Linked DNA regions of Mus musculus: regions 1, 3, 4, 5, 6 and 7 are each linked to region 2. A link is a contact called in public Hi-C, HiCAR-type and HiChIP or PLAC-seq data. All regions are on one chromosome and are shown on one strand. The core of a region is the stretch at or near the end of the contact, and the rest is flanking DNA. Distances in the headings are between cores, read along the strand shown.

Region 1 (4,028 bases), core at 5-2,504, 820 kb before region 2:
GAGACATTAACTGTGTCCCCAGTGATGAGTGACTTCCAGAGGCCTAATCTGGGGTGACATCAAAGTGTCCCCATGTGCTTTTGAAGGAGACTGTTTCTACTGGCCCAGATATATTTTGAAATGTTAGACTTAAAGATAACAGCTATCCTCCCCCTCACTGGTGACGAATTACAACAAAAGGGAGAACAATTAAACAGCCTCGGAACTTGTGGTTTGCAGGGTTAGCAGGCAGGATTTCTTTCTGGGTGGCATTACTGCAGAATTCACAACGAAACAACAAAGGCTTGCAGAACCACGTGACTGGCCCATCAGGATGTTTGAAGTCAAGTTCAGTTAGAATGCAAAGCCATCTGAAGAGGGTGCTGTCTTTCTGGGACTTCAGTCTTTTTCTCTGATAAGCAACATTCCTCTGACCCACTTCTCTTTAGACGCGACTTTAACTGTAGGCAAGAACAGGTCAATACATGTCTTCACCAGTTAGTGGCTATTATGTTTGATTATTTGTACAAGTTAAAGACAGTCCTTTAGGCATTGCTAGAATGGTAAGATGGGACAGCTTGAAATGCTTTTCTGCTGGGCAGTTTGGTGGCTTATGAGCAGTTGATATCTGATGAAAAGCTTTCCAGGAAAATGTCAAAAGGAGACAATAACCATAGGAATCCCAGGAAGATGAGTATCTGGGGACAGAGACTTCTAAGCAGCATCCAAATGTGTTATCTTCACTCTCGTTGGTAACTTGAGCCCTCTTCAAAGCTCTTCTTAGTGGATAACCCCAGGAGAAACCATTATCGGAGAGGGGGAGTTAATTAGAGTGAGTTATTAGAATGGTCTGTCTCCTTTAAATGGACTGCAGCTGCTGAGTCACGGTGTAAACATGACATTGGGCCACTCTGCTTCTGTGGCTCCTTGGAATTGGATAGCCTGACTTTTAAAGTCTGATATCATAAGATGAAAAATTAAAATAAAATAAAATTATAACTCATAGCAAACACCAGAGTACAGTTTTCTCGTCCCATGCAGAGTCAGCATATAGGTGGCTGTGTGGTTAAATGTTAACATTTTGGTGCCTAACCCATGTTTTCAGTGTATTATTTATCAAAGGAAATATTCTCCTCCTCTAAAGTGGCCATTGTTCCTAGGCAAATGTTTTAGCCGCATGGATAATAACTATACTATTTGGAGTCACACTGCTCAGTGCCATCGCTGCAAAAAGGGAGATTTGGTCTGAAGGTCACAATATAATAAAACCATTTTTCCTCATTGCTGCTGAAAGAATTTTAAAGGGAGCAGGTGCAGGGCTTGAGAGGGAGGCTGAGGTGTATAAAGGACCTCCTCTTCGCTCCTTTGGCTTTTCTTTCCTCAAAACATTCTTTGACATATCACTATTAAACAGTTTGAAGATACATATATGCCTGGCCCTAGACAAACAAAGACACACTGATTATTTAAAAAAAAAAAAGACACAGACAGGTTATTAAAGAGAGAGAGAGAGAGAGAGAGAGAGAGAGAGAGAGAGAGAGAGCCGGGTTCTCTTTCCCTCTGCCTCTGTGTGCACACGTCTGGAAATGAAGAGTCATCCCAAGGTTAAAGAAGTAAAGAGTTGTCTGCTTGCCCTAGGCATCTCTGGCTGATGAACTGTATAAGCCCAGCTGCAGTTTTCCCAATGGCACCTTTCTTATCAGAACGTCACCATAAACACTCCCATGACTAAGTGCCCCAGCCTGCCCAGGCAACCTTCGTCTGGCACCAATCATTCCATAAAACGAGCCCATGAGGACTATAACAGGCCAGGTGTCTACGAGTTCCAATGCCCAAGCACCTGAAAGCCTGCAACCACCTCTCCATTCCAGTTTCCTGTCTCGGCTCAAGGACTGACAGTGAAAAGAACCTGAGGTACTACAGCTCAGTCCTGACCGAACTTGGGTTGGATGAAACATTCTTCCGTGAAACATTGCTGATTTCAGGGTAGTCAGCAAACGCTGTGGGTGGACAAAGAAGAATGAGCAGCTGAGGAAGTCTGAAAGTAACTCAGCAAATACCAGCGATGTACCTTGCAGAGCCAGGGAGCTCCTGGTCATCAACAAGATTGTTTGACTCCTAAATCTTTCTTTCTATTTAATGGCTAGGAAAGAGGCTGTTGGTACCCAGATCTACTCAGCTGTCTAAAAGGGTTTGATGATGTTGAAGGGAAAGTGACAGTTCCAGTCCAAAATATTTCCGGTTGGATTCATGATATGGCCTGGAATTTCAAGACACCAATATAGTTTGCAGAATCCAAAGCGTCTGCTGAGTGAAAAACTAGAGAAAGGGTTCTTACAGAGGCCGTGGTTATACACCGATGTGAAGGCAGTAAATATCACTGAATCATAACGCTTTAAAAATAACTAAATCTATGTTCTTACTCTCAAATTCTAGAGAAGGAATTTGCTGAGGAATTAAAACACAAATCTTTTGGGAACAATTATCAAATTAATTCTTTTCTCTCTCAAGTATTCCTGCCCCACACATGCATTTAATAACAACCAAGCACTGAAATGAAGGGCTTAGAAAAGTAGGATATATATATATATATACCCATACTCTTACATTCTCAATGGATTGATACTCAGAATTTCTATCCCTTTTGTTATTTTCTCTGATCAACTCAGCAGGGTTGATTGGGTTGTTTTAAAGCTTGAGTTATTGTTATTTTATGTTATTTTATGTTACTGAGTTATGTAATTTTTTATTGTATGACTATCTGCCCACACCACATCCATGAGGCACCTGCAGAGGCCAGAGAAGGGTGATGGATGCCCTGGAGCTGGAGTTATAGACTGCCATCAACTGCCATGTTCAGAGATGGTTCCTATGGGTGGTTATGAACTGCTAGAAACTGACCCCAGGTCCTCTGAAAGCGTAGCTAGTCTCCTCGAGTGTTGAGTCATCGCTCCAAGCCCAAGTGATGGTAAGTTTTAATTGTCAGCTTGACACAATGTAGAATCACTTAAATAGTGAGTCTCAGTGAAGAACTGGCTAGTTCAGGTTGGACAGTGGACATGTCTATAGGGGGATTATCTTTATTATATTAATTGGTATAGGAATACCCAACCACCTGTCATGGGCTGCACCAACTTCACAGCTGGGTCCCAGACTGAACAGAGAGAAGAGAGGAAGCTGGTTAATAAAAGCATGCATGCATCATTTTCTCTGTGCCCTTGACCGTGCATGTGATTGGCTGCATTAAGTTCCCACTCCCTTAGCTTCTCCACAGTGATGGGCTATACTATTGATGTTCGAGATAAAATAAACCTTCTCTCTCCTAATTAGTCTTTATCGGAGCATTTTATCACAGCCATGGGAAGGGAAATTAGGCCATCATCTAAGAAAGAAAGTCTTAAAACAAACAAACAAACAAACAAACAAGTTATTTCCCAGAAGGAATTAGGTACTTTCTTCGTTGCTCTAACAAAATTCCTGATAGGAATAATTTAAGGGCCCACAAAAGTACAATATGCTTGATTAACACTTAGGGTATTTGATGTTAACAAATGCAAACAGGTCCAGGTTATCACTAAAGCACTGAGATCTTGAAATGGGTCACAGCGGAAGTATTTATGCCACCAGGATGAGCAGCGTTTCTCCTGGACAACAGGTTTGTCCTCATGCCATTGACAACCAACATCAACCCCTAGAAACACCAGTCACTCCTCTGTCTGTACTGAGATTGACACTTCCAGGATTAATCCTCTAATCGGAGGCCTAACAACTCTAGACGACAAATGTCAACCACCTCTCCCAGGATAAAGAGCCCCCTCTATATTTTTCATCAGTTTATATCTAACTCAAAGTTTAAAATGCCCACAATAAATGATATTTCATCAACTTTTCTAACTCCCTTGGAGTAGGGTCAGTAATCTGCTGCATACTTGAATATCTGAGTCCTGTTTTGTTTTGTTTTCTTCTCTTGCTCCAAAATACTGTCTGATTTTGTCTCAGCTATGATTATGAAGATGACAGCTTCCACATACATTTAATATTGAATATTT
Region 2 (4,107 bases), core at 182-2,681:
ACACTTGCAGGTGAGTGAGCCTTAGGATAGCGTAAGAATAAAAGTACAAATTGTCCTTTGCCAGGCGACAGGGGGCCCTCTGGCCCAGGGGAAGCTGGGAGTTAGCCTGCTTGGCTAGGACAGCTTCTCCAGGTTCCTCCTTTCCCACTGCCCTCCCCAGCTGGGGTGGGGTCACAACCTCCCTTAGCCCTGCCTGCCTCTGGACAAGTCTAGCTCAGGCCCCACACTGTGCCTGGCCCTAGGGGCAGGCAGATCTAGGAGGAGCAGCCCAGCCCCCAGCCCCCACCCCCACCCCCACCAGCCGGCTGCATTTGTTCCAGGGGGGCAAGGGTCTGGTGCAGTGACCCCTGGGACTCGCCTCTCAGTCACTGGCCCAGGCAGCTGGGAAAGGCTCTGACCTCCACAGAGACAGAGGGCTTCTGGGAGAGGAGCCCCAGAAGAGAGGCCTGAACTCAGAACCTACTCTGTTTTCCTGAGAACAGTCCTGGTCTTAAATGGAGCTACAAAAAGGAAAGCACTTCCAATCAGGAGCTTAGCTCTTCATTTGGCTTTCCCTGTAAGAGACAATCTTATCACCTTCTTCCAAACGCCCCCCGCCCCCCTCCCCCCCCCCCAAACCATAGCTTCAGTGAGACCCGGGTGACCCAAACCCCTGCCTCTGCGTACAGAAACCCCAAAGAAGGACGTGCTTTTAAAACAACATCTACAAACAAGCTTGTGAGGAAACCCCTTGGCTCCGCAGTGAGTGGGTGTGCACTGAAAACGGAATGAATGAAGTGACCCTGCTCAGGGGTGGAAGGGGTACACATTTGTGCAACCAGAATAGACCTCGGAGAGAACTATTTCTAAGGCAAACTCACGGAGGCTCTTTGTTTTCGGTCGCCCCTTGAAGGGTTTGACACAGAATGACTGCAAAGCTCATCTAGGAAAGAGTTTCCAATCTCTCCTCCTTCCTCCTCTTCTTCCCCCGCCCCCCCCTTCTCCTCCTTCTCCTCCTCCTCTTCCTCTTCTTCCTCCTCTTCCTACCCTTCTTCCATTCTGTGTTTAGCTAGCTTTCTCTCCTAAGTACAAACTCTAGACAAGAGTTCAGACTAGCTATCACTTCTGCCCCAAAGACAGTGATCACCACCAGGTCAGGATGCAGATGGCTCTAAACCGTTCTTTAGCACACTAGGGCGTCTGACCCGCTGCTGGGGAAGCTGCAGGAACACACAGCACAGAACACAATACCAACACCCCAAACTTCCTTCGCTGCAGGAGAAACTAGCTCTGAGCTCTGCATTTGTGCTCAAGCAGAACGGGCAGGCGTCAGGCGCTGCGCCCCACCAGCAGCCAGGGCACAGTCGGGCGCCTGGATGACCACTGCAGCTCAGCCAGGGGCCCGGAGGAGAAAGCAGGCACACGGTGGAGCCACAGCGCCATCAAGTGGTCAGTTTGCGAATGGTCGCGAGACGCATGCCCTGAGCTCAGGGACAATGTCCAGGGTTCCCAGTGTCAACTGTCCCTGGAGAAAACAGGGCTGCCAAGCCTTCATTCCAGGACGTGGGGCAGGAGCCTACAGCCGGACACCATCTGTCAAGGCATGCGACACCCTCCAGGGCTGACCTGGAATCTGCCCTGGAGGATGTTCGGAGACCCTGTTCCAACTCTGAGAGAGGTCATAACCCAGGCACCGCCCTCTCCTCTAGCAATGTGCTCAGAGCCTACAGGTTTCTCAAGAGCTATGGGGCAGAGAGGGCACCACCTGAGTAGCAGGCCTATCAGCCTGCCTGAATTATGCAGGGATGGGGCAACAGAGAGACAGCAAGGCAGCTGCGAGTCCAGGCTGTGGGAAGGAATGGAGCCTCCGAGTGGGAGTTGCCGCCTGCAGCCCTGACAGGCCATGGCTTTAACACTCCCTTCTGGAACTCAGCATTTAATTCCAAGTGCCTCCTGGGACAGATCTGGTCCTTGGAGTCAAATTACAGTCCAAGAAGGACTCAAAACACAAAAATAAAAACACATACTTTGCAAATAGAGGAGTGTTCCAGACCAGTGTATATCTGAAGACCTAATTATATTATTTTCCTGCACATTTATAACTATGATAGAATTTAGTATGAAAAGCAAATTAAGAGATTATCAATAACTATTAAACAACCAGAATAATTATAACAATACACTGGGGGGGGGGTGTTAAAAAAATCACTCAATATTTACAAATTCTTTATTTCTGAAATTTTCTACTTAATATATTCTGATACCGTTTCCAGCAGAAAATAGAGTTGCAGACATGAGAGGGGGCAGTGCTGTGTAAAGGCGGACAGAACAGTGGGGCGCCCTCTGTCCTAGTGCTGGCTCTGCACATGCAATCTCTGTCCTAGTGCTGGCTCCACTGCACACAGGACCTTGTTCAGCTTTCACCACAACCTTAGGAGATGGGTTCTTTTTATGATCTTTTTCTATAGGAAAGGCAGAACCCAGAAATGAAACACCCTACCCCTAGCTGCCCATTGGAGAGGGACAAAGCCAGGCCTGGATTCCAACACTGGCTTCCTGCCTCCAGACGCCATCCTCCCTCCCTCCCTCCCTCCCTCCCTCCCTCCCTCCTTTCTCTCCCTCCAGGGGGAACAAGGTTTTATCAGACAGAGATGTGCACATTTTTCAAGAGGGAGGGGCATCTTTGCAGACAGAGCTGGCTAGAAATGCCTAGCTAGGTTTGGGCATGAGAGATTGTGCAGGTGAGGGGCTGAGGCCTTCAGGGTGGACCCTGCCCTTTCTAGCTTCACTCCCACACCAATCTTAGGCCTCCCTCCCGGAAGCACCTTCTGCATGGGCCCCTCCCTGCTCTGGCTTCTGCAATTGACTTCCAGGCCAGCGTGCCCAGCTCGCCCTTGGAGCTGCCAGGACTCAAGGTTATTCAATGACACCCCAACTGCCAGATACAAAGAAACTGTTCTCAACCCTCCCTCCCCTGGAGGCTCATAGCTCTGACATTCCCACTTGCAGAAACACACTTGCATGCTTGTGCGAGTGTATACATGTGTTGGGGGGGGGGCGTGTGTGCCTGCGTGTGTGCCTGCGTGTGTGGAGGACAGAAGTCCACTTTGGGCATTTTCTTCTGCTGATCTCTGCCTTGGTTCTTGAGATAAGGGTCTCTTAGTAAACCAGCAGGCTCACCGATTTTCCTAGGCTGGCTGGCCAGTGAGCTCGTTGTGTGTGTGTGTGTGTGTGTGTGTGTGTGTGTGTGTGTGTGTGTGTGATGTGTCCAGTCTCTGCCTCCCCAGTGCTGGTATTACAGCAGCCAAGAGCATAACCCTGCCTTGCCTGGCTTTTAAGCAGATCTTAGGGCTCTGGCTGGGTCCTCCTGCCTCCAGAGCCAACACTTTACCCACCGAGCCATCTCCCAGAAACAGCTGTTCTCGGAAGCCTCGGAACACAGCGACATAACATTTCCTTGTCTCCTTCTCACTTTTGTGGATGCTCTATGCTCACAAGTCACCTGCTTCATAAACTGCCAGTGCGCAGCAGGGAAGTCAGACCACGGTGACAAAGACAGCTACAGGCTGGGCTTCATCCGAGCCCTCATGAAGTATCACATGAGCGTCTGCTGTCTAGACACCCTCTCTGGCTTCTCCACATAATGGGGACCACTCAGCAGGACGAAGCTGAGGGACCGAAGCTGAGGGACGTGTAATGTCAAGGTTTAGCGGGATGCTGGTGCAGAACAGGGCTCCCAACGGCTGCCTTATCAGGCCCCGAGCTGGGTCTGTCCCTCAGTCCTAGGCCCTCAGTCACCTCGCCGTCTGGTCTGCGCCCTGTAGGATGAGATCGCCCAGAATGCACCTTCTCTAAAGCTGACCTTGCCCACGCCACCCCTTCCTTGCTAGGTGGGTCCAGCCATCTCCCTGGACCCAGAAGCACTAGAATCGCCCCTCCCTGCCTTGATGGGTTGCTAGTCTGGCTCTTGGACCTCTGACCAGCTTTTCCAGTACAGTAACACCTCCCCTCGTTGACCCCACCTCAATTATCTCAGATCTTGCTACTTTCTGCTCAAAACCTGGCTTGGTCCCGCGCTACCCTCTCCTGCTGGTTTGCAGTTCCAGCTCTGCCACAGAGGTTGAGATC
Region 3 (3,759 bases), core at 660-3,159, 990 kb before region 2:
CCATGTGTATGCATTATTGCCTTTTAAGATCAGCAAAAGAAAGATAGGCAAATCTGAGGTTGAGTTTCTATGACCCTAAAAGTAAGAATTTCAAGGGGGGAAAGTGACATGTATTTATGTAATCAAACCCTTATTTTATCATCATGAGTAATTTCTGTGTTTGCCACCTGCTTTGGCTCTTCAATATTTAATGGTTCCATAATTTGGACTTGCCTATTTCTTCTTACGTTTTTGTGATCTTTCAAGATAAGTATGAACAGAAAGCTTAACAGCTGCATATGGAAGGAAATAATTAATGAGATTCAGAAAGGTTTAAAGTTGTTCTGTTTTTTATATATTGTTTATGGACACTACAAATACCTATAAATCTTAAAGGGTTTTGAGATGGATTGTTATCTGTATGTATGCATGCATCTCTGTGTGAGTCTATACAATGTGTATGTCAGATCCTATAGAGGATAGAGAAGATCGTTGAATCCCTCAGAACTGGAGTTATAAGAGAAGAGGAGCTGCCAGTTACTGGCACAATAAACCAGATCCAGGGACTCTGAAGAACAGGGGGCACTCTTAACTCAAGGGCTGTTCTCCCCAGCCCCAAGATCCCAGCTTCTTGTTTGTTTGTTTGTTAGGTTGGTTGGTTTTGGGGTTTTGGTTTTATAGAATTTTTGTCCTAAAATACTATATAGTGCTGTTCATGAATGGGCATTATAGGCAATGTCTAGATTATCAGGCCTAATAAATCCTCTCTGGGCATCTGAATGACTATAATTATTGTTTGCCCCATGAATAGACTACTGGAACACATGAAGAGGCAGGTCCTACAGATCCAAAGAGGAGAGATCATCATGGCACAGGGGAACAACAGAAGACCAGAGAGGAGTCCCTGTGAAGATCCAGTACTGATGGTGTAGTGGCCTTGAACCAGACAAGTGACTCATTCATTGCAATGAACATTCACAAGTACAGATGTGTGGACAAAAGGGTATAGTGTGGGACACAAGGGGATTTTTTTTTCTTTTGGTGGGGAGGTTGCAAGAATAGGGGTGGCTACAAGGGGGTGGGGAGATGAGTAGAATTGGGGTGCATGATATGTAATTCACAAAGAATCAATAAAATGTTAAATAAGAAATACTAATTTATTCTATTGTCCTCAGAATGTGTGGATAGTTATACTAGGAGATAATTTAGATTATTCTGGCTTACCATTTTTGCCTGAACTGTGCATAATCTTCACACACAACTTAACATCCGTACCTATTACTCTTGTAGTAAAGATCTAAAGATCAGACATGATAGAAAACTCTCTGAGCCCATTCCAAGGACTCTCGTTCCTAGTACTATTTAATGACACAACCCACCAGAAGTCCAAATCCTCTGATTCATTGAGTTAAAGGTCAGCTACTGTTAGTGGGCTTAGCTCCTATCCTTCCTGCCTGGGATGGGCGGTAAGTGAGTGTGTCACTGTGATGTTCTCGGCTCTCTTTTGAATATCTAGAAGGCTGTATTTTTTCTCTTAGAGATTCAACCTTCCATGTTCTGATTTTTTTTACTCAGTATTTTCCATACACCCTCTCCCTTGGCAGCCTGGAAAGTCATCAATGGTGTGCATGTGAGAGTCTGCTTACACAGGATGCCAACAGATGGCAATATTTTATCATTATTACCCAATACCGAGACCCTTCATCTGTTGACACCGGGAGCCCAAGGAGTCGGCTCTTTGGTGTGACACATGTCACCGAAGTTTCACCCCCCATTAACCGTGCTGTTGTTTGTGATTGTTAAGCTGTGTGCCTCACCGTGTGTCACATTCTTGACTTCTACAAGGGCCCATTACTAAGTGGCATCTGAGCCCTGTGACTCATAGAAGGTACCAGGCTTGGAAAAATAAACACTTGCACATTCGGCAGAGATTAGAGCCACTGGCTGGTAGGGGACTGGATGGCAGTTCATGGAAAAAGCCGTTTCTGTGACTCATCTATCACTGCACTGGAAGAAAGGCAGAGTTACCACCGTGGAGCGATGCACATTGGCAAGCACAAGGCGAACCATCCTGTCTATGGTGAGCAGGGCTTGGTCCGTGGAACGAGAAGATACGAGGCTGATATTCCAAAATATCAAGAAAATTTGTGACCTCAAAAATGAAGATTTCAGAAGAAGATGTTTATAATTGTTTTATCTATTTCCTCAAGATCTGTTCCTTACCTATCTACCTATCTCTTTCTTACCTATCAGTCTATCTTCCTATAGGCATTCTCTCTGCACCTCAAATCACATTCTTTTCTTTGTTCAGTTACTGTTCGTGTCCTCCATCCCTCTGCCTCCTCCCCGTAACCTTCCCATCTTCACCTTTTTTGGTCTTTCCACCTCATCCTCAGTCCAGACTCATTCCCTTCCCAGCATGCCTTGCTGGACTTCGATCCAGGAAAGGCATTCTGCGTCTTCGGGGTTGGCAGCGGGGGAACAGGATGATCTTGCCAATACCACCTACCCAAGGAACTGAATTTACAAAGTGAATCCCCTCCAGCCACCATGGGCTGTAGCCACTGCCAACTTTATAATTGTAAGTCGTCTAATGGTTGAAACTGGCCTGAGACTAAAGAAATTCAGGCAGATCAACGCTCCAGGTTGGGGTTTGGGAACGTTTTAGGGTTTCTTTCTGTACATGCAACTTTGGAGGCTGTATTTCAATTCTTGATCCCCTTTAGCAATTTGGCTCGTTTTCTGTTTGTGCTTCTCTTTTATAACATTTTTTTTTTTTTAAGAAGAGAAATCTGACTTCTTTCTTCTTCTTCTTCTTCTTCTTCCAGGAAGGGAAGAGCAAACGCCGATGCCGAAGCTTCCACTAACCGTCTTCCCCAGACCGTCTACCCTACTCACTAAGGGGTCATGACCACGTAGTCAAACAACCAAGGTCAGGGGGGGTAGAAAACAGATGGGGACCAATGTCTTGCAGATCCCACACCTTCTTTTAAAAATCTGTTTCAAAAAAAATAGGTTTCTGTGAAAGAACATTTCCGAAGGTGCCTTTATAAACACACCGCTTGGGTCCTGGGCCTCTAAAACAGTGTTTTTGTGTAGGGCATTTGCTATCCAACAAGGTTTTATTGAATATCCCTCCCACTTGTTGTTGTTACAATAATCCATGCTGATTATAAACCATGCTCCATAAAATGTCACCAAACACACCCACACCAGGCAGCACCACGGGGCAGACTCAAGCCGGAGCGCCTCGGACCATAAAACGTAGACCGCCAGGAATACGGCTACCATTTATTTCCCTGCAGTGGGCTTTCCCTCTGTCTCTCTCTAGGCAGGTTTTCCTTGTGTTGAAAGGGAACTTCTGGTCAAAAGTCAGCAAGCAAAGTTGTAGAAAGCTTTGATAGTCAGTGAAGTGAATCATGGCTACACATGGCAGCCGCATGCACCAATGGAGCCTCTTGCTGGGCGGACCTCCCTCGAAGAAGAACATCCCCTGGTCATCAGTCAAAGGGGCCCCCAACAGTTAGGTGCAGCCAATGGCTTCACCAGCTCCGCTGTGCCTGGGTCCCAATTGCCCTTTTTCCACAGGTATTGCTAAAACAAATAGCAGACACTATTTACTGGGTGTGATGCTTTCAATCGCATTAATCTAGCCAGTAAAAAAATTTATGGCTAATAAAAATTCCACCATGACATGGCTGATTGGAGGGGAGGCTGCAGGATGGAAATCCAAGCCACGCCTCTGCCCCTAGCTAGGCTTGTCTCAAACGCTGGAAGGAA
Region 4 (4,172 bases), core at 353-2,852, 660 kb before region 2:
AGGGTTACAGAATGGACTACCCTCCACGTCTTTGTTCAGATGTTAAACAGTCACCCTGATGATTCCTGCCTCTAAGGATAAACCCCAGACATCATGTCTTCCTACCAAGAAATGAGTACAGTTCAAATTAGATCTTCTTCCACTACAGTGTTATGTCATCCCAGCAATGACATAAGCAATTAATATGGAAGCCTAGTGAGAAGGGGGACGCTGTGATGTAAGGCAACGGCATACCTGTGGTATTCAGAAAACACATAAAGAAAACAAAGGGCCCCTCAACACTGGCCTTGCAAACTGATTCCCCTAGAACAATATTGAGCTGTGATCTCTGACTCTCTAAACTGCACACCTGACGGTTACAGCCGTGCTAAGAATTCCTTTCTGGGAACACCATCTTCTATCAAAAACTTCAGAAGTTATCTGTAACTTCCTTGAGAGTCAAGTCATAAAGAGTACACATGGCAGACCACAGGGCAGGTGCTGCTGGGAAAGGAAGAAGTCAGAGACCGGAGTCCCACTCTCAGAGTAGCTGGCTCTTCCACCCTGCCCTTCTGCCCTGCTATACATACCCACCCAAGCTAGCACCACACTCAGTCCAATCAGAATGTGGCTGCCCCCTGCGAGCCCCACTAAGCTGTAACCACACTGGAGAGACTCCTGCTTAGAATGATGAACCTTTCTAGACCCCTTAGATCAACAGCACACTCATAGGCTGGAGTGAGAATGGGGGCCCAGCTAATGCTGACTTCCTCAGTTGTAGCTGTCCACAGAACTCAGGAGAAGGAAAGGACATCGAGGGCAGTGAATCAAAAGGTCCAAACTCAGTTTTCAGGCTATTGCTCAGTGGCTGAGTTCACACCTAACATAAGCAAATCCCTAGATTTAATCCCCAAGGAGACCACCATCACCAAAACAAAACAGCAAGAACATCACATCCAAAGGCAAGTTAGCCTGCTAGACTATCAACTCCATGCCTCCTTTCTGTGGTAGTCAGATGGGAAACTATTAGAAACTAAGCCAGTCGCTACTGATTATAATTTTAACGACCACTGAGAAAAAAAAAATAACTCAAAAGATGATCACGGGTTTTTTTTATTGGTATCAATAGGATCAGAAACTATTTAAAGAAATAAAAACAACACTGCCAATAAAGTCCTAACCAGGGTTCTAGAATGCTTGGAAAGACTTTTATCAGGAACCTTGAGGAATGGTTGGAGCTCAGGAGTGGGGCAAAGAAATCACAGACTCTGGGGTTTGTTTCTTTTCAAAAACAAAAAACAAAAAGAAAGAAACTAACAAACCAGGACATTGGTGATGCAGAGCTGTAATACCCTGCAATATTCTATTTTCAAAACAAGACCGAATCAACTCCAGCTCCCTAAGGGAATCTCTACTTCCCATCCTTGGGGCTGCCTCAGGAGGCCTGGCATTTCCTCCTTAGGGGGAAGAGCAGGCTATACAACAATCGAGCTGTGGCTGGGAGCGGAGAGTGCCGGTTAATTAAGGCTGGATCTTTTATTCTCCCAGCAATTCAGCTCAGCTTGAATGAGCCCCAGAGCCCAGTCTGTGGTGGGAATAGCTCTCTGGGCAGTGAGAGAATCCAGGCTCTGGGGCTGACTCATCAACATGACAATAGCCCCCAGGATGCACTTGGTCTGATGTAAGGACAAGGGTTAGGGAGGAGGGGATGAAAGCCTGCAAGCCCAGAGTGCCCACCGCTGACTGAGGCTACTCTGGTGCACGGAATTTCTTCCCTCTTTCTTTCTTTTATAAGAGATGTTTGCTAATTGGTAGAGCTCAGAAAACAATATACCATTAAGAATCTCTTTCCTTCTTCCCCCTCATCTCCTCCCTCCCTTTTTAAAACTCCCCTCCCTTCCCCCACAACCTACTTTTGTTCCAGGGGTTTGGATGAAGTCTTTTTGTTTTGTTTTTTTCTCTTTAGCATGAAACTTACAAGCAGAAAGTAAATAAAGAAGAGTGTGACAGTTGGATTTTTCTGTCTAAGGGTTTTCAAAACTTATATTCCCTTTTAAGAATCTTGGTCCTGCTACATCTAATTCATAGGGTCACCTTACATGCAGACCCCGAAACAAAAGTGCATGGGATGCACTGATAGGAAACGTTTTGGAGAAGTGAATCCTGGAAATTAGTCTGATCTGGTCATTTTTCCCTTCCTCATTTATTTTTTTAAATCACAAGAACCTATTTAAAGTGAGAGCAATAGATTCATTTCAGTTAATGGGATATTGATCAAATTGGAAACCCAGAGAGGTAATTCTGATTGAGTCCAGGGATAAATGGGTGCTGGCAGGCTTTGCCAGCACCCCAGAAAGTGATGGGGGAAACCTTGTCCTCTCCTACCCTGCCTATGTCCCAATTTGTTCATCTGCCCAAGGATAGGAAGGAACAGAGAGACTTTGAGGTGGATCATAATTTTAATAATTCTATGACAGCACAAGATGCCTGTCTTCTACCTTTAAAATGTAATGTTTAAATGTAATGTTTTAGAGCGATAGTTCTCAACCTACCTTAATGCTACAACCCTTTAATACAGTTCCTCATGCTATAACGACCCTCCCAGATTATTTTCTTGCTACTTCATAATATAACTTTGCTACTGTTGTGAATTATAATAATATCTGAAATGCAGGGTATCTGAAATGTGCCCCCGCCCCCGAAGGGGTCACAACCCACAGGTTGAGAATCGATGCTCTAGAGGAAGAATTCTGAATGATTTTCCTCAGTGATATATGTACTGAACCACAGCTCCAAACACACGGGCTACCACTGGCTCATACACACTGCATCCTAAGAGTCTCTGGAGGGGCACACCACAAACACACACACACACACACACACACACACACACACACACACACACAGGATCTGGAGGAGGAAGGGGAGGAAGGGAGAGGAGGAGGAGGAGGAAGAGGAGGAGGAGGAGGAGAAGGGAACTCAAGAATGCTGACCCACTCTACTCTCTGACTCCAAGATTCCCTCAGTCTGCCTCTTTAAAACCAGTGGACAGACTTGTAAAAGGCTGAAAACATTTCAGGTGAGTCCTGAAATAGGTTCTGGATGTTGCTCTGACCATACCTAAGACTCCACTCTTCATCCCTAAGCTTTACTCTGTACACTAGTCATTGATTCTTGCCAGCTCCAGGGCTTCCTACCACACTCTGTAGAGCCAAGCACAGTGCCTTTACATGCTATTGAACAAAAGACAAAACAGCTCTGGAGAGTGCCAAAGTGGCACTTTCCCCCAGAATGGAAGAATGGAATGGGCATATTCCTTCAGGAGTTGCTGCTTACATAGGAAAGCACACTGAGGAGGGGTGGGGTGCATGTTTGAACATTCTCAGTTAAAGGTCGGAGTTCACGTCAGACACATTTTTTGTAATATTTATTTTTTGAATTTTTAACACAACTACATTATTTCCCCCTTTCCTCCTTCCAATCTCTCTCTCTCTCTCTCTCTCTCTCTCTTTCTCCATGGCCTCTTGTTTTTAGTGATTCTTATATATTCCTGTATATATAAATTCAGCCTGTTCACTCCATACAATGCTACTCATATTCATATGATTTGGAAACTGACCAGTTGGTGTTGGATAACCCACTGAAGGGGCATACTCTTCTCTAGGGAACACTGTTTCTCCTGTTCTCTGCATTCCTCAGTTGCCCGTAGTTATTCTTTGTCCAGGGTTGAAACCCCATGAGATTCCCCTGGTCCATGTTAGTGTGTCTATTGCTGCCAGCCTTGTTCAGGCCAACGTTAGGCAGCCGTGTCAATGAAACTCTGTGAATGTAGATTCTCTCTGATATTTCTAGGAGACACGGTCTCACAGAAAACTCCCTGTGCCTCTGGCTTTTGTTGTCTCTCTGCCCCCTCTTCTGCAACAATCCTTGCATCTAAGGTGCAGAATTCGTGTGGGAGGAAAGGGAAGTTTCTTGCAAAGGGTGAGAACTACACATATATATGTGGGATTAAAGAGAAATATATAGAATGCAGTTCGGAATTATGCTGATTTAGTAAAGTGACAGTTGTAGGTTCTCAAAGATCCATGATGTCTCAAGATTTGGGAAGTGATGCAGGTGTCTAGTACCTGGCATGATTTTCTTCTTGATGAGATGGCCTTACATCCAATTAAAGAGCTAGTGGTTACTGTCAA
Region 5 (4,164 bases), core at 1,149-3,648, 930 kb before region 2:
GAGGCGCTGTAAAAAATACTTAACTGTAGACCACAAGGAGGAATAATACCCGAAGCTATGCTAAGGACTTTACATACATTTACATCCATGTTTGCATGCATGTTCTCTCTCTCTCTCTCTCTCTCTCTCTCTCTCTCCCTCCCTCTCTCTCTCTCTCTCTCACTCACTCACACACACACACACACACACACACACACACACACACACAGAGAGAGAGAGAGAGAGAGAGAGAGAGAGAGAGAATGGGGGAGAGCAGAAGAGAAATATTGAAACCACAACAAAATACAAAGAGCAAACAAGCATCTTTCAGCTGGGTCTTAGAGAACTGTTTGTCTTGCCAACTCAATTTGTTGTTTAAGATGCCTTCATCTGTTTAACACCAATAGATAGTCATCAGCATGGTGTTACGTCCTGACACTAACCCCCAACATCACTGAGAATCAACGCCCACATCAAGCCATTTGCATCTTACTCACCTAAAATCCCACCCTCAAAACCCATAGCTTTAAGTACTTGGTCTTCACCTTAGCACTGCTCAGAGGAGTTCCAGTTTGATTCAAGATGCTATGACAAAAGAGTCTGAAATGCTCTGGCCCAAAGCAGCAAAGATGAGGAGAGGAGTTGATTTTCAGTTTCCAGGTCACAGTCATTACTGAGAGGAGTCCAGACAGGAACTTGTGCAGGAATATGAAGCAGAGACCATAGAGGAATGCTGCTTGCTGGGTTTCTGGCTGGTTCATGTTTCGCTAGCTTCCTTACTTAACCCAGGACTATCTACCTAGGCAATGGTGTTGCCCAGTGAGGAGGGCTCTTCTACAGGGAGATATAATACTCATAGGTCCATAATCCGGATACTGCTACCCCATTCTATGTCAAGGGCCACTATGAACTTGAACGCCACAGAAGTAGCAGTCAATATCTGGGTGCTCTTAGTACATACACTTAGACCGTTCCGGAAAATCAAATTATAAAGTGCCTTCATGCTATTATCAAGTGACCTCACAAATCCAGCAGCAGGGAGCAGAAACCATAATTAACATTTTTTTTCTCCTTAGACATTTCCCACGGGCACTAACTAGCATGCTAATTCCATCTTTCTTGAAGATCTCACTCAACAGTTATATAAGATCCAAAGGCTGTAAACTCGCTCTGGTGCTACTTTAAAAAACACATGTGTTAACACAGGAACATGATCAATAGGCTCCAGACTTGGACAGCTTGAATGTAAACCTCCTTTCTCAGATTCTGACTCCTATAATCTGATGAGGAGGTACACCTGACCCAGATTGAAGTAATCCAATTCTCTTATCAATAAGTTCCAAGACAGAAGTTACCACAGCTGGGAATAGAAATGGGATTCTTGCTTGACAAAATGTTTTTAATTTTACATGGAAAGAGCCAGAAATTCTAGCAAGCTGAAAAAAAAAAACAATAGTTAGAGCATATCTTTAAGAGACCCAGGGTGGAGAACGTGTGTGAGTAGAGATTTTAAGAAAATAATTCTATTGTCCATAGTATCCTGAGGCCAACTATTAGGTCTTTTTATGAGCCCTGCTGTGTTTTCACTCTTGGGTCAATGAATACCATTCTACCTTAAAATGATTTTTCTCTACTTGGCTTTCAGGTAAATTTTCTTTTTAGTTACTAGAAACTAAAAGACTTGGTTAAAACAATTTCATTTGACTGTTAGGGAGAATGGAGGCCTTCGTTCTTTTAGTTTTCAATGCACCTGACACAGTACTTGGCACATGGGAGCTCTTTAATACTCTGGCTGTAAGAAACAAATAGAAACGTGGGTGAACTTCGATGGAAGCCCCAGAAACCACACATCCTCTCGAAACTCTGAAGTATGCAGCAATAAAAAGTCGAATAGCGTATGTCCCTGGGCAGATTGAAAAGCTCTCGCCTGACACTTGTTTTAGTCAGTAATCGCTCACTCATTTAATCCATTTGAGAAATAGCTTTAACCACGACACGAATTATTGGTGTGTGTTTCTCTAGGATATGTAGTAAGGTATTAGTGCACCTTGAAACATTTAGGCCTCTTTATCGCTCTCAGATGTTCCAAGTGGCTCGACAAAGGGGAGGGGGGGAGTAAAGTTCAGAAAGGATAAAGTGGAGATTTGTGCTCTCCATCACTGGTAAACCTAACACCTCATCCACCCGAGGGGGCGGGGCCAAGCGCCGTGGACTGTTGTTTCCTGGGGACGTGCATTAAGGAAAGACTAAATTTAGCAAAAGCCAACATCCCTCTTGTAATGTTTTATGATTGTTATAGTATCTGGTAACTTCTGTTTCCCTCTGGCCGTGATGCGAGAGGCTCTCCCTCAGCTCTCTCCTACCCCCCATGACAGCAATCTTCAGCTGTAAAACAGTGAGACCGTCAGCCAGCAATAATTTGCAATCCAAACAGACTTGACGCTCCCTGACATTTATTGAAACCTCAGACCCCGTGCACTGGTTTCAGTTTTCCTCGGTTGCTCTGTTTTTACAGACAGACAAGTGCTTAGATTTAGGTTTAATAATGAGGAGAAATTTCTTCTTGGCCTCCTCTTGCTTGTGTTGGCTGCGCCAGACTTTGCAACAGACGGGTGGTTGGAGTTAATTATGCTAACTGGTGAGAACATTATTTGACCCCACTGGTTCAGCCCCAGAGGCCGGGTGCCTCCTCAACAGACATAGGCAGATGGAATGCTTCAAGGCCTGGGCAGAGGGCAGGAGGCAGGGAGAGAAAGCTCTCTTCTGCTCAAGGGCAAAAGGATCCTTTCTCTCACTCCAAGTGAGTTCAGGACCAAGGGCTCTGATACACAGAAGCCAGTAAGGGGCACAGGAGTGGAAGGTAGGAAGGATTTTCTAAACACCTTCGAGCACAGGAGTGACGCTCTTGGGAGGAAGTGTCATTTGGAGACTGCAATGCCCTTGCTGTTTTGGAGGAAAGAAAAATGGGAAGGCTTCACCATAAATCTGGCCTGACAAACCAAGAAGTAGACGCTTGTTCTGTGTGTTCTTGAGAGATGCTGACAAGAGCCATATTGTAGCTAGCTATGTTAAGGACTGTTGGTGGCTGCAATGGATGATACTCATGTCATGCACATCTTGTCATGACTTTTACTCTACTAATGATCATGACAATGATATCAGCACCCCAGTACCTTGTTGTCCTAGTAATAAATTGTCATTCAGGAGCCTCAGTGAGAAATTTGGCCAATGTATCCTAATGGAAATTCATGTATACATAGTATGTTGGGCACTCTTAACAGAGTTTTGTCTTTTAAATTATACTTCATTCTAAAGAATAACTTGTCAAGGAAGAGAAAATATTAAGCTTTTGAGTTAACTTTGGCACAGTGTCTTCTCTAGAATTGTGCTTTGCTCATGAATACCCACCCATGCAGGTCCAGATCATTGAGAAAGGCTTGGAAATGCCTAGGCATCAATGCTTTATATGGTTTGCCTGACAACACAAACTCTTTATAGAAGCGTTATGCAGCTTCATTCTTTACAAAGCTAGGACAATTGCTTAAAGTTGTGTTGTCAGTTGCTATGGCTGGCCCATGACAATTTACAAAACCCACCAAGATAATAAGAGAAAGAAGAAATAAATACTATTCCAAGCAAGTTTCCCCACTCATTTCTATCAGATTGAATTCTATCAGATTGAACAGCCCTTGCTGTTTTCCATTTCTCTACCCCCTCTATGTGTGTGTGTGTGTGTGTGTGTGTGTGTGTGTGTGTGTGTGTGCTGTGTTCGTATATGTGCATGGGAAAGGCCAGATGTTCATCAATATACTCCAACTTACTTTCTGAGACAAGCTATTTTACTGAACTTGAAGATCACTCTTTTGGCACACTGGCAGAGAAGTTAGCCCAGTAGTCCTGCTGCCTCTCTCCATGTGCACACTGATATGCCCTAATTTTTCCAGAGGGGTGCTGGTATCCAAACCTAGGTTCTACTGCATCTGCAACAAGCACATTATCCACTAAGCCATCTCCCCAGGCTCTCTCCATCTTTATCTTTTGGACATCTTTGATTTCTGCACTGTGTCAGTTACCATTTTCTCCTTCCCGTGTGTTACTGAAAACAATAACAAGATAATCAATATTATAAGCCAACGTGGAAAGATCTATTATTCTTTGAAAAATAACAGCCAAGTATCAGGTTTT
Region 6 (3,895 bases), core at 1,140-3,639, 620 kb before region 2:
AAATGAAGTGATATAAAATATAAAATATCTTAATAATTTAGCCATCTATATTTCATGTCTAATTCAAAGTTTTGACAAGCTATGAAAGCATTACATTGAAGACCACAGTCAAGAAAGCTACTATCTTTGCCTTTTGTTTTGCATTACAGGGAGGAGAAAGAGGAGAGAAATGAAGGGTCTCTGTGGTGTGTGTGTGTGTGTGTGTGTGTGTGTGTGTGTGTGTGTGTGTGTGTGTGTATACATGTGTGTGCATCCCTCTGTATAGTCCTCTGTGCATGGAAGCCAAGATCAAAGTTGGGTGTTTTTCTCAATTGCTCTTTACCTCATTTTTGTGATAGAGTCTCTCTCTGACTGTAGCTCACCAGTTTGGCTAGAAAGCCTGGCCAGCACCTCCCAGGCATCTTCTCTTTACCTCCCCACTACTGAGATGACAGGTGCATATGCTCCAAGACCTGGCCTTTTCACGGGGTTGATGGGAAACTCAACTCAGGCCCTCATGCTTGTTTCTGATGGAGCTATCTCCGAGCTCCTGCACAAACATTTCTGAGTCCTACCTTTTCCTAGCATTCAGCTTCCTTGGTTCCAATGCACCCAGCAGCTTGGGATCACTAGAAAACAAACCACCTAACAACAAACAAACAAACAAGCAAAGCAAATAGATCTGAAATGAAAATAGCATTTCAAAGTGATGCCCTCTGTTCAGCGGGTCTCTGTACTTAAAGCTGGAGAACACCCAGTCTGCCTTACTAATTCTGACAGAATCATAACTCTGAGTAGCAGCAATGCAAGAGCAGGTTTTAGACCAGGAAGTGAGAGAGGCTAGCCCAGTCCCTTCTGCCTTTCTGCTAGAAATACTAAGGGAAGCCTTGATGCCTTATTATATGGGATTTTCCCTCTTACTCCATCCTCCCTATCAGTAGCATAAACTCTGATTGGGTTTTTGGTCTTTAGCTGAACACCCAAAAGTTTGAACTTCTGAATTTATTTTAGATAATCAAAATAAGGAGACATAAAACCTTTGTTGGATATGCTAGAGCGTCTTGTGGAAGGGGAAGCAATTACCAGATGCAATTGACAGTTTGGCTGACTTTAGAGCTCTCCTCTGATTCTGGCCATGCACTCCTATGTAGAGAACAAATGGATGATTTGAAAATGCTGCTTTGGACCGCTGGACCCCGAGAATCAACAGATGACAGAAATGAAAAAAAGCACACACCCTTTTGCTTCCTTTCTTTCTTTTTTCTTTCTTTTTTCCCCCTTGTCTCTCCAGATCTTGTCAAAGGATGATTGACACATGCACACAGCCCTTGAAACACCAGCCACTGCCTGAGGCACTTCCTATAATCAAAGCCCACGCCCACCCAGAGCTAATTAGACATTAGATTAGTGTCAACTGATTGATTTAAAACAGCCATCCCTCCGCCCCAACTCCCTCATCTCCAAGCACCAAGAAGATGGGGCTGGTACCCACGATGGTTCTCTACAACAGACAAGACAAATTATTCATGGAACTTTCAGGCAGAAAACCTGGAGACAATGCAGGTCGGCTAGAAATAACCCAGGAGAACTTGCCTGGGAAGAAAGCTCGACAGGGTGTGTTTGAGAAGAGAGTGGGGGTGGTTCAGGGGTGGGGGGTGGGGGGTGGCTGGTATGGGGAGGATGAGAATGGATCTTTTCTGAGATAAATGAAACCCCTTGGTCCAATTTGTTGAGTTAAGTTAGAGTGTTTGTGATGTTTGAAAGAAAATTATTTGCAATTTAGCCTAGCAGAATTCTGAGTACATTTGGCGACAATTTAGATAGCATTTTTCAAAGTCTTTCCTTTCTTTTTTTGCTCTCTGTCTTTCTCTCTCTCTCTCTCTCTCTCTCTCTCTCTCTCTCTCTCTCTCTCTCTCTCTCTCTCTCTCTCTCTCTCAATATATTAGCCGGGAACATTCAACGTTGTCTTAATGGATTACGCAGACAGGCTCAAGGAGAAAATTAAAAATGAAGTCGTTACAGCTGCTGCAACTGATATTGGGCAGAGAGAAGTAAGTACAGGCTTTTCTCTTCTCACAGGGGAAGGGAGAGTCCTCCAAGCTCTTGTGGAGGTCAGACATGCATTCCTACTGAACAGGAGGCAAGATTTTTTCCCCCATTCACTAGCAACGAACAGCAGGGCTCAGAGGCTGGCTCTGCTGAGGAGCCTGTAGTCACTGGGTTTCAAGGAAAATGTGGACTCTTTCCCAGAAGAGACCACCAGAGTGGGGGGAGGGGGCCAGCCAGGGGCCAAGTTCAGACTTTTCATTCTCAGATTAAAAGCCTTTTCCATTTGTCAGGCAGTTACTACTGTACTCTTGGGTCGGGCCTGATCCAACACAAACAGACCTCTGGAGTTATGTCTGCGCAACGGCTCCTCAAGAAGTGCCGTAAGTATAGTATAACAGTCTAAGAAGGATAGCCCTCGCCAAAAGCACTCCATAGCCTTCCGCCACGGTTTGAATGCAAAAATGTTCTCCACATGTTCCTGTGTTTTAGCATTCAGACTCCAGCTGGTAGTGCTGTTTATGAAATCTTTGGCACATGGGCCCCTCCCTGGGAGCCATAGGTCACTTGGGGTGGCCCATCAAAGTGATACCCAGGCTCTGTTTCTGGTCCTATCTTTGAATCTTGGTCTACCATGATGTGAACAAGCTCCAAGCTCCCAATACCATGCTATCCCTTACCACCATTATAGCCTGTGTTCCCTGAAACCTTGAGCCAAGATAAACCCATCTTCTCTTATGTTATCTTTGTAAGATTCTTTCTCAGAGAAACAAACAAACAAACAAAAGCAAACAAAAAAGTCGCTAAGGGTGTTCTCTTAAAGCCCAAGGTTTGATGTGGATGGAATGATTTCATGAATATCAGTCTGACAGGGAGACAATATGAGCTAGGAGAAATTCCTCTGAACTTGTTTCTGAAGGACATCCCAGAGAGAATTAACTGAGAAGAGCCACCCTAAATATAAGCAGTACCATCCTTCTGGATGCAATATGCCCACTTACCACACATGCCTGCTGCCATAACTGCTTTTCCGCAATGGTCTGGACCTTCAGGTTGTGAGCCCAGACAAACCTTTCCTAGAGTTTCCTTTTTTCCTGGCATTTTGTCATAGCAATGAAAAATAGTAAGTACCATAGTGGATGGAAGACAGCCATACTGGTTACTTTCCTGTTGATATGACTAACTTTATAGGACAACTATGACCAACGTTATAGAAGAAGGAATTTATTTTGCCTTATTCCTCCTTATTATTACTTATTCAGAGAGTGAGAGAGAGATAAGGAGAAAGAGACAGAGAGAGATTCTATAGTCACAGAACTTCTTAGTTAGGTTTTTCTACTGCTGTGATGAAGCATCAGGATCAAAGCCTCTTGGGAGGAGAGAGTATATTTGGCTTACAGATTCTGTGACGCTGTCCATCATAGGAAAACATCAGGACAAGAACTCTAGGCAGGAACCTGGAGGTCCGGGAGGAATGCTGCTTACCAGCTTCCGAAGTTTAATTTTTGTTTACTGTCCAGGGTCACTTGCCCAGGGGTGGCACCACCTATATCAATTATTAGTTAAAGAAAAGTCCCCACATGTTTGCCAAGAGGCCAGTCTGATGAGGGCATTTCCCGGTCGAGGTTCCCTTCTCCCAAATGACTGCAATTTGTGTTGAGTTGACAAACACCAGCCAGCACCCAGTGGGGAGCAAAAACAATAAGCCAGGGGAAGGAAGATGAGAGATCACATGATGAGAGATCACATCTCAACTGTGTCCCAAAAGGGGACAGAGCAAGCTGGAAGAGAGATGAAGCTACAAACCCTCGAAGCCACCCTCATGGTGTACTTTATCCACAAGTCTCCCTCTCTTAAAAGCTCTGTAATC
Region 7 (3,987 bases), core at 1,419-3,918, 890 kb before region 2:
TAAAACACCCTGCAATATTTACCCACTCTAAATACATTACTAATTTGTACATATAGTCATTTATCCCATATTAATTTTAAATTATAACATGATTATTGGACACATTTTTGAATATATATTCATATATCCATGTGTTCAGGTGCCCCCAGAGACACCTATAGACAGAGTCCCCCTGCCCTCTGGAGCTGGAGTTACAGGTGGTTGTGAATAACATGGGTGCTAAGACCGAAACAAAGGACCTCTGGAAGAGCAGTATGTACTCCTAACCACTGAGCCAACTCTCCAGGCATGGATCTGTTTTTAAATTGTATGCGGGTATAAAAGTTTTCTGATGTGCTATCTTACCCTTTGGAAGTGCCTTTGAAGAAAGTAGACAGAGAATTTCCCTCAAGGGAGGTGAGCTGAAGCTGGGAGGCTCAAACCCATGGGACTCCTCAGAAAGAGTTAAGGGTTTTCTTTGTTTGGAATTAGTCACTTCACATTCAAAGAACCTTTTACTAGGAGGACAAGAGTTTTGTTTTGATGTCTTGCGTAATGTGGTCACTTCTGCATAAAAGAATCTACATTTGTTTTTTAATTCCTCTTGGCAGCTCAGGACCCAAGTACGTGACTTTACCCTCATAGATACTCTGGCTCGTTAGCTGTTCCTTCGCTGGTGCCTTCTGCACCTTTGCTCCCTTCTCTGTAGCTGGAACTCATTCTCAGAACATGGTGCACCCTCCCTCAACCAAAAATGAAATTGAAGAGCTGCTCATGACCAAAGAGATGCCGTCATGGGTTCACAGAGTCACCGTGTGGTGTTAATTGCTTTACCAATGCTCCAGTAAATTCAGTCCCAGTCAGAAATGAACATACATATCAAATGACAAGGCAGATCAGATCTTCTGGTGTCATTCCTTTGCAGTTATTTGTTGTTGTTGTTGTTGTTGTTGGTGGTGGTGGTGGTGGTGGTGGTTGTGTGTGTATGTGTATGTGCGTGTTTAGAGAGGGTCTCTAGCACATGCTGACCTCTAGTTAAATACGGAGCCAAGGATGACTGAATTTTCGATCATCCTGCCTCTACCTCTGTACTGCTAGTATTACAGATGTGTGCCACCTGCCTGGTTTATATACGGGTTAGGGATCAGAGCCAGGCTTTCTGTGTGCAAGACAAACATTCTCCCAGTTGAGCTACATCTCCGGGCCCAACTGATGTTTGTTTTAAGGTTCTTTTATTTTATACTACTGTAAGACCTGAAATTGAATGGGTACTTCCCCAATCCTAAGTTTATATTGCCAAGAATTTTGTCAAGGCTGAAAACTGCTCTGTGTTCCATCTGGGAATAAACATATTTACCTTCATCCCATTTTTTTTCCAGGAAAGATCATATTGGTCTCTTGGGGTGAGTATCACTTTTGTGGCTCAGTGTTAGCTTCACATTAGTTACCACTTGATACCCGAGAGGACAGGAGTGGCGTGACCACCTCTTCAGACAGCTAGTTGGCACCTCCCCTCTGTCAAAGAAGACCAGGGCCATTTCTCTACGGCCGAGCCTCCAGTGTAACAGGAACATCCAAAGATTTCTCTGCAATTATTCTTCTTTCCTGGAACATGGAAGCATATTGGGCAAATGCTGACATGAGAGGTAAGTTGTGAAATATGAAGAGGCTCTGGAAAGGGGTTAGTTCTAAGGTCTTCCCAATTTAAGTCATTGGGTTATCCAAATTCAGGGGGAAATGTATATTACATTTCACTTATAATCTTCATTTCCTGTCTGACCTGGAATGCACCTCAGTGTTCTTGCTAACCTGCCCCTGGAGAAACTTAATGTCCATTCCAGACCAAAAAGATGGAGGACTGTTGCATGTCTTAGCCTATAACTAGTAAGATGGTGGCTTTGCCTGACTAGGCAATGATTTCTGCAGTTTGATGGGACAGGAAGTGCAGCCCAGTCTCCGTGGAGAGGATGTAGGGATGAGTTCTCGGTCTGGGGGCATAATGGATCACATCCCAAGTTCACAGTATCCTAATCCCCTCCAACCCAATAGCTTTAAATGTTCAGTAAATTAGGCTCCGATGTGATTGGTCACTTCATAAGTGGCCTTCTTGGGGGAAATTTGCCAGGACAACTGTTGAGTGATGTCTCAATTTATGGCCCATGGGGACAAAGCATCTCTGGTAATGCCATTAAGTGGAGAAAGACGAGTGCAAATGTACCATTTTCTCCTCTCGGTGGTAACTTTTAAATGTTTTTAAAATATTTTCAGTCCCATCGTCACAGCATTACTGCCATCCGTGCAGGAAGAGGTGAGAGTGCCAGAGGAAGAAAAGGCAAACACTTGTGTGGACTTCCTCCAATTTCTCCACTTTCACCGTGCAAGATACTTTACTTTCCCCATTGCAATTGCATGGCAAAAAATAACAATCTGAACTCAGAATCTGGGTTTGTCAGTAAGGGCTGTTAAAGATTTAATTAAGACCTAATACAACTCCCTCAATGACTAATAACACTGACTGTCTGAACAGGTCACTAGGCAGAGCTACCAATGACAACTTAGAAAGCATTGACTTGACTGTTACCTCTGTTTTTATTGAAGGCCAAGAGCTTCTCCGCGGGGCACTCGAGGGCACAAAATAAGGAAGGCTGGGTGGTTTTCAAGAAATATTAAATTGTTAAGAGTAGGAGCGCGTGCCTCTTCTGACCCCTTTCCCTTCATCTTGGCTCTTGAGTCTATTCCTCACTAGTGCACTAGAACTAAGAAACAGGCCACAGCTCTGGAGAGGATGGGGGTGTCTAAAAATAGACTAGGCTGGCTCATTCAACAATATCCTAAAGGTTATGGGTTTTGTCACAGACAAAAACAAGCCTCTCATTTCCTCCCAGGTCAAAACAAAATGAATTTTGCCAAAGCATCTGCAGATTAATCGGAGAAGAGCGCTGGCTTCCTTGGACTCCACCCTGTCTAGACATTGCAATCCCAGAGTTCCTCTGGTCACTTTCCATCCTTGCTTAAGGAAGCCATAAATCACAAATGCCCCGTGCAGGCAATGCACATCTTAGGGATAGAAGGGCCCTGGCTTATGGCTTCCAAGGTCTTCAGTTCTAATAAAAGTGGATGTATCCTTCTTCTTCTTATCCCTTATATCAACCCTGCTTCTCTTTCCTCTGTGAGAAGCCATAAAGCCTGCCAGTGAATCTTACCATGTTTTGAATCTTAATTAATAGGGAAAGTGATGCAAATGTCTATATAAAGATCAAGCATTGCCATACCTACTTAATAGTAATAGTAAGTGGATTTGGTGGTGCTGGAAAAATCAAGCTTAGGGTCCTACTCATGCTGCCAAGCACTCTGACACTGAGCTAGCCCCCTGATACATATAATAATATTACTTTAAAACTGCATCAATTAAGTTTACCTCCTCAGTTTTAGTGTGGCTCTGAAGTCAGGATAGTTATACTTTGATAAACCTCAGAGAAAAATGTGTATCGACAATAAGTTCAAGAGGAATGGAATAGTTTATCTGTGTCTCTGGCCTGGCTCATCCCTTGGTATGGTATTCTAAAGGAGATATAAAGATACATTCACAGCCAGTATCTACTTTGTTTCATTGTGTATGTGATGTGAAGGGAACGGAGAGTTCACAGCTTAATTCACTTAGCACTCATATTTGTTAGTCATGAAAATACACAATCATTAACGTTGAACTGGGCTCATGACCTCACCAGAAACAAACACAAAGCATATCAGAGTAGAATTTACGTGTTCCTTGTTTGACTCAGTCTCCAGCAATAGCAACAGGTTTGTAACATGTACAATAAAATAAACAAAGAGGAATCAGAGCCTGACATAGACACCAGAAGCTTCCCTGAATAGAATGAAAGAAGAAATGGCACTTAGAGTCCAACCTGAGAGGGCTGAATGTGCGTCAAGGATAAGAATATATCCCACCTGCAAATATCATTCCAGGTCATCGCTGATCTTCGTTCTTGTTATACAGGTCTTATT

The links. Hi-C and Micro-C count contacts between places; a contact is called where the count stands out from the background. HiCAR-type assays count read pairs that join an accessible place to other places. HiChIP or PLAC-seq counts read pairs in DNA pulled down with a chosen protein or histone mark.
Region 1: a Hi-C map of the N1E-115 cell line shows a contact between it and region 2, with 9 times the contacts expected there. The contact joins two enhancer-like sites. A contact is called at or near these places in 2 of 484 Hi-C or Micro-C datasets (the N1E-115 cell line and trophoblast stem cells) and 1 of 9 other capture datasets (embryonic stem cells).
Region 3: a contact with region 2 is called in a FOXA1 HiChIP or PLAC-seq map of pancreatic cancer cells. The contact joins two enhancer-like sites. A contact is called at or near these places in 1 of 15 datasets of contacts at CTCF or cohesin (the NIH/3T3 cell line), 3 of 484 Hi-C or Micro-C datasets (3T3-L1-derived adipocytes, muscle stem cells and pancreatic cancer cells), 4 of 115 datasets of contacts at active chromatin or transcription factors (embryonic limb bud, forebrain, neural tube and 1 more) and 1 of 9 other capture datasets (embryonic stem cells).
Region 4: a HiCAR-type map of astrocytes shows a contact between it and region 2, with 3 times the contacts expected there. The contact joins two enhancer-like sites. A contact is called at or near these places in 1 of 15 datasets of contacts at CTCF or cohesin (embryonic stem cells), 4 of 484 Hi-C or Micro-C datasets (embryonic stem cells, neural progenitor cells and stem cell-derived primordial germ cell-like cells), 4 of 115 datasets of contacts at active chromatin or transcription factors (astrocytes, embryonic stem cells and stem cell-derived neural progenitor cells) and 1 of 9 other capture datasets (embryonic stem cells).
Region 5: a contact with region 2 is called in a Hi-C map of the C2C12 cell line, with 12 times the contacts expected there. The contact joins two enhancer-like sites. A contact is called at or near these places in 4 of 484 Hi-C or Micro-C datasets (the C2C12 cell line, cortical neurons and stem cell-derived neural stem cells) and 1 of 115 datasets of contacts at active chromatin or transcription factors (embryonic midbrain).
Region 6: a Hi-C map of the N1E-115 cell line shows a contact between it and region 2, with 4 times the contacts expected there. The contact joins two enhancer-like sites. A contact is called at or near these places in 1 of 15 datasets of contacts at CTCF or cohesin (embryonic stem cells), 6 of 484 Hi-C or Micro-C datasets (the N1E-115 cell line, cortical neurons, cranial neural crest and 3 more) and 1 of 9 other capture datasets (embryonic stem cells).
Region 7: a contact with region 2 is called in a Hi-C map of the N1E-115 cell line, with 9 times the contacts expected there. The contact joins two enhancer-like sites. A contact is called at or near these places in 1 of 484 Hi-C or Micro-C datasets (the N1E-115 cell line), 2 of 115 datasets of contacts at active chromatin or transcription factors (bone marrow-derived macrophages and craniofacial prominence) and 1 of 9 other capture datasets (embryonic stem cells).

Annotation. Positions count from the first base shown.
Region 1 is chr11:112,345,032-112,349,059 of GRCm38.p6, forward strand. No RefSeq gene overlaps it. Among named protein-coding and RNA genes, the nearest start is that of Gm39461, 190 kb to the left of the region's middle. Within about 2 kb of position 1,255, at least 19 of the 459 cell types and tissues checked have an H3K27ac peak or open chromatin away from gene starts, as enhancers often do. A contact at or near this core is called in the N1E-115 cell line, where this site is marked.
Region 2 is chr11:113,163,885-113,167,991 of GRCm38.p6, forward strand. All of the region lies in intron 1 of 2610035D17Rik (RIKEN cDNA 2610035D17 gene), which reads right to left. The region is part of intron 1 of LOC115487747 (a long non-coding RNA gene); the gene reads right to left. Among named protein-coding and RNA genes, the nearest start is that of Gm39467, 32 kb to the left of the region's middle. Within about 2 kb of position 1,432, at least 86 of the 459 cell types and tissues checked have an H3K27ac peak or open chromatin away from gene starts, as enhancers often do. A contact at or near this core is called in the C2C12 cell line, the N1E-115 cell line, astrocytes and 2 more, where this site is marked.
Region 3 is chr11:112,171,957-112,175,715 of GRCm38.p6, forward strand. It overlaps Gm39461 (a long non-coding RNA gene), which reads left to right. Exons shown (of 3, transcript XR_880297.2): 2 at 791-982; 3 at 2,808-2,985. Among named protein-coding and RNA genes, the nearest start is that of Gm39461, 16 kb to the left of the region's middle. Within about 2 kb of position 1,910, at least 25 of the 459 cell types and tissues checked have an H3K27ac peak or open chromatin away from gene starts, as enhancers often do. A contact at or near this core is called in pancreatic cancer cells, where this site is marked.
Region 4 is chr11:112,500,414-112,504,585 of GRCm38.p6, forward strand. No RefSeq gene overlaps it. Among named protein-coding and RNA genes, the nearest start is that of BC006965, 210 kb to the right of the region's middle. Within about 2 kb of position 1,603, at least 61 of the 459 cell types and tissues checked have an H3K27ac peak or open chromatin away from gene starts, as enhancers often do. A contact at or near this core is called in astrocytes and neural progenitor cells, where this site is marked.
Region 5 is chr11:112,237,048-112,241,211 of GRCm38.p6, forward strand. No RefSeq gene overlaps it. Among named protein-coding and RNA genes, the nearest start is that of Gm39461, 82 kb to the left of the region's middle. Within about 2 kb of position 2,399, at least 11 of the 459 cell types and tissues checked have an H3K27ac peak or open chromatin away from gene starts, as enhancers often do. A contact at or near this core is called in the C2C12 cell line, where this site is marked.
Region 6 is chr11:112,541,407-112,545,301 of GRCm38.p6, forward strand. No RefSeq gene overlaps it. Among named protein-coding and RNA genes, the nearest start is that of BC006965, 170 kb to the right of the region's middle. Within about 2 kb of position 2,390, at least 6 of the 459 cell types and tissues checked have an H3K27ac peak or open chromatin away from gene starts, as enhancers often do. A contact at or near this core is called in the N1E-115 cell line, where this site is marked.
Region 7 is chr11:112,270,608-112,274,594 of GRCm38.p6, forward strand. No RefSeq gene overlaps it. Among named protein-coding and RNA genes, the nearest start is that of Gm39461, 120 kb to the left of the region's middle. Within about 2 kb of position 2,669, at least 1 of the 459 cell types and tissues checked has an H3K27ac peak or open chromatin away from gene starts, as enhancers often do. A contact at or near this core is called in the N1E-115 cell line, where this site is marked.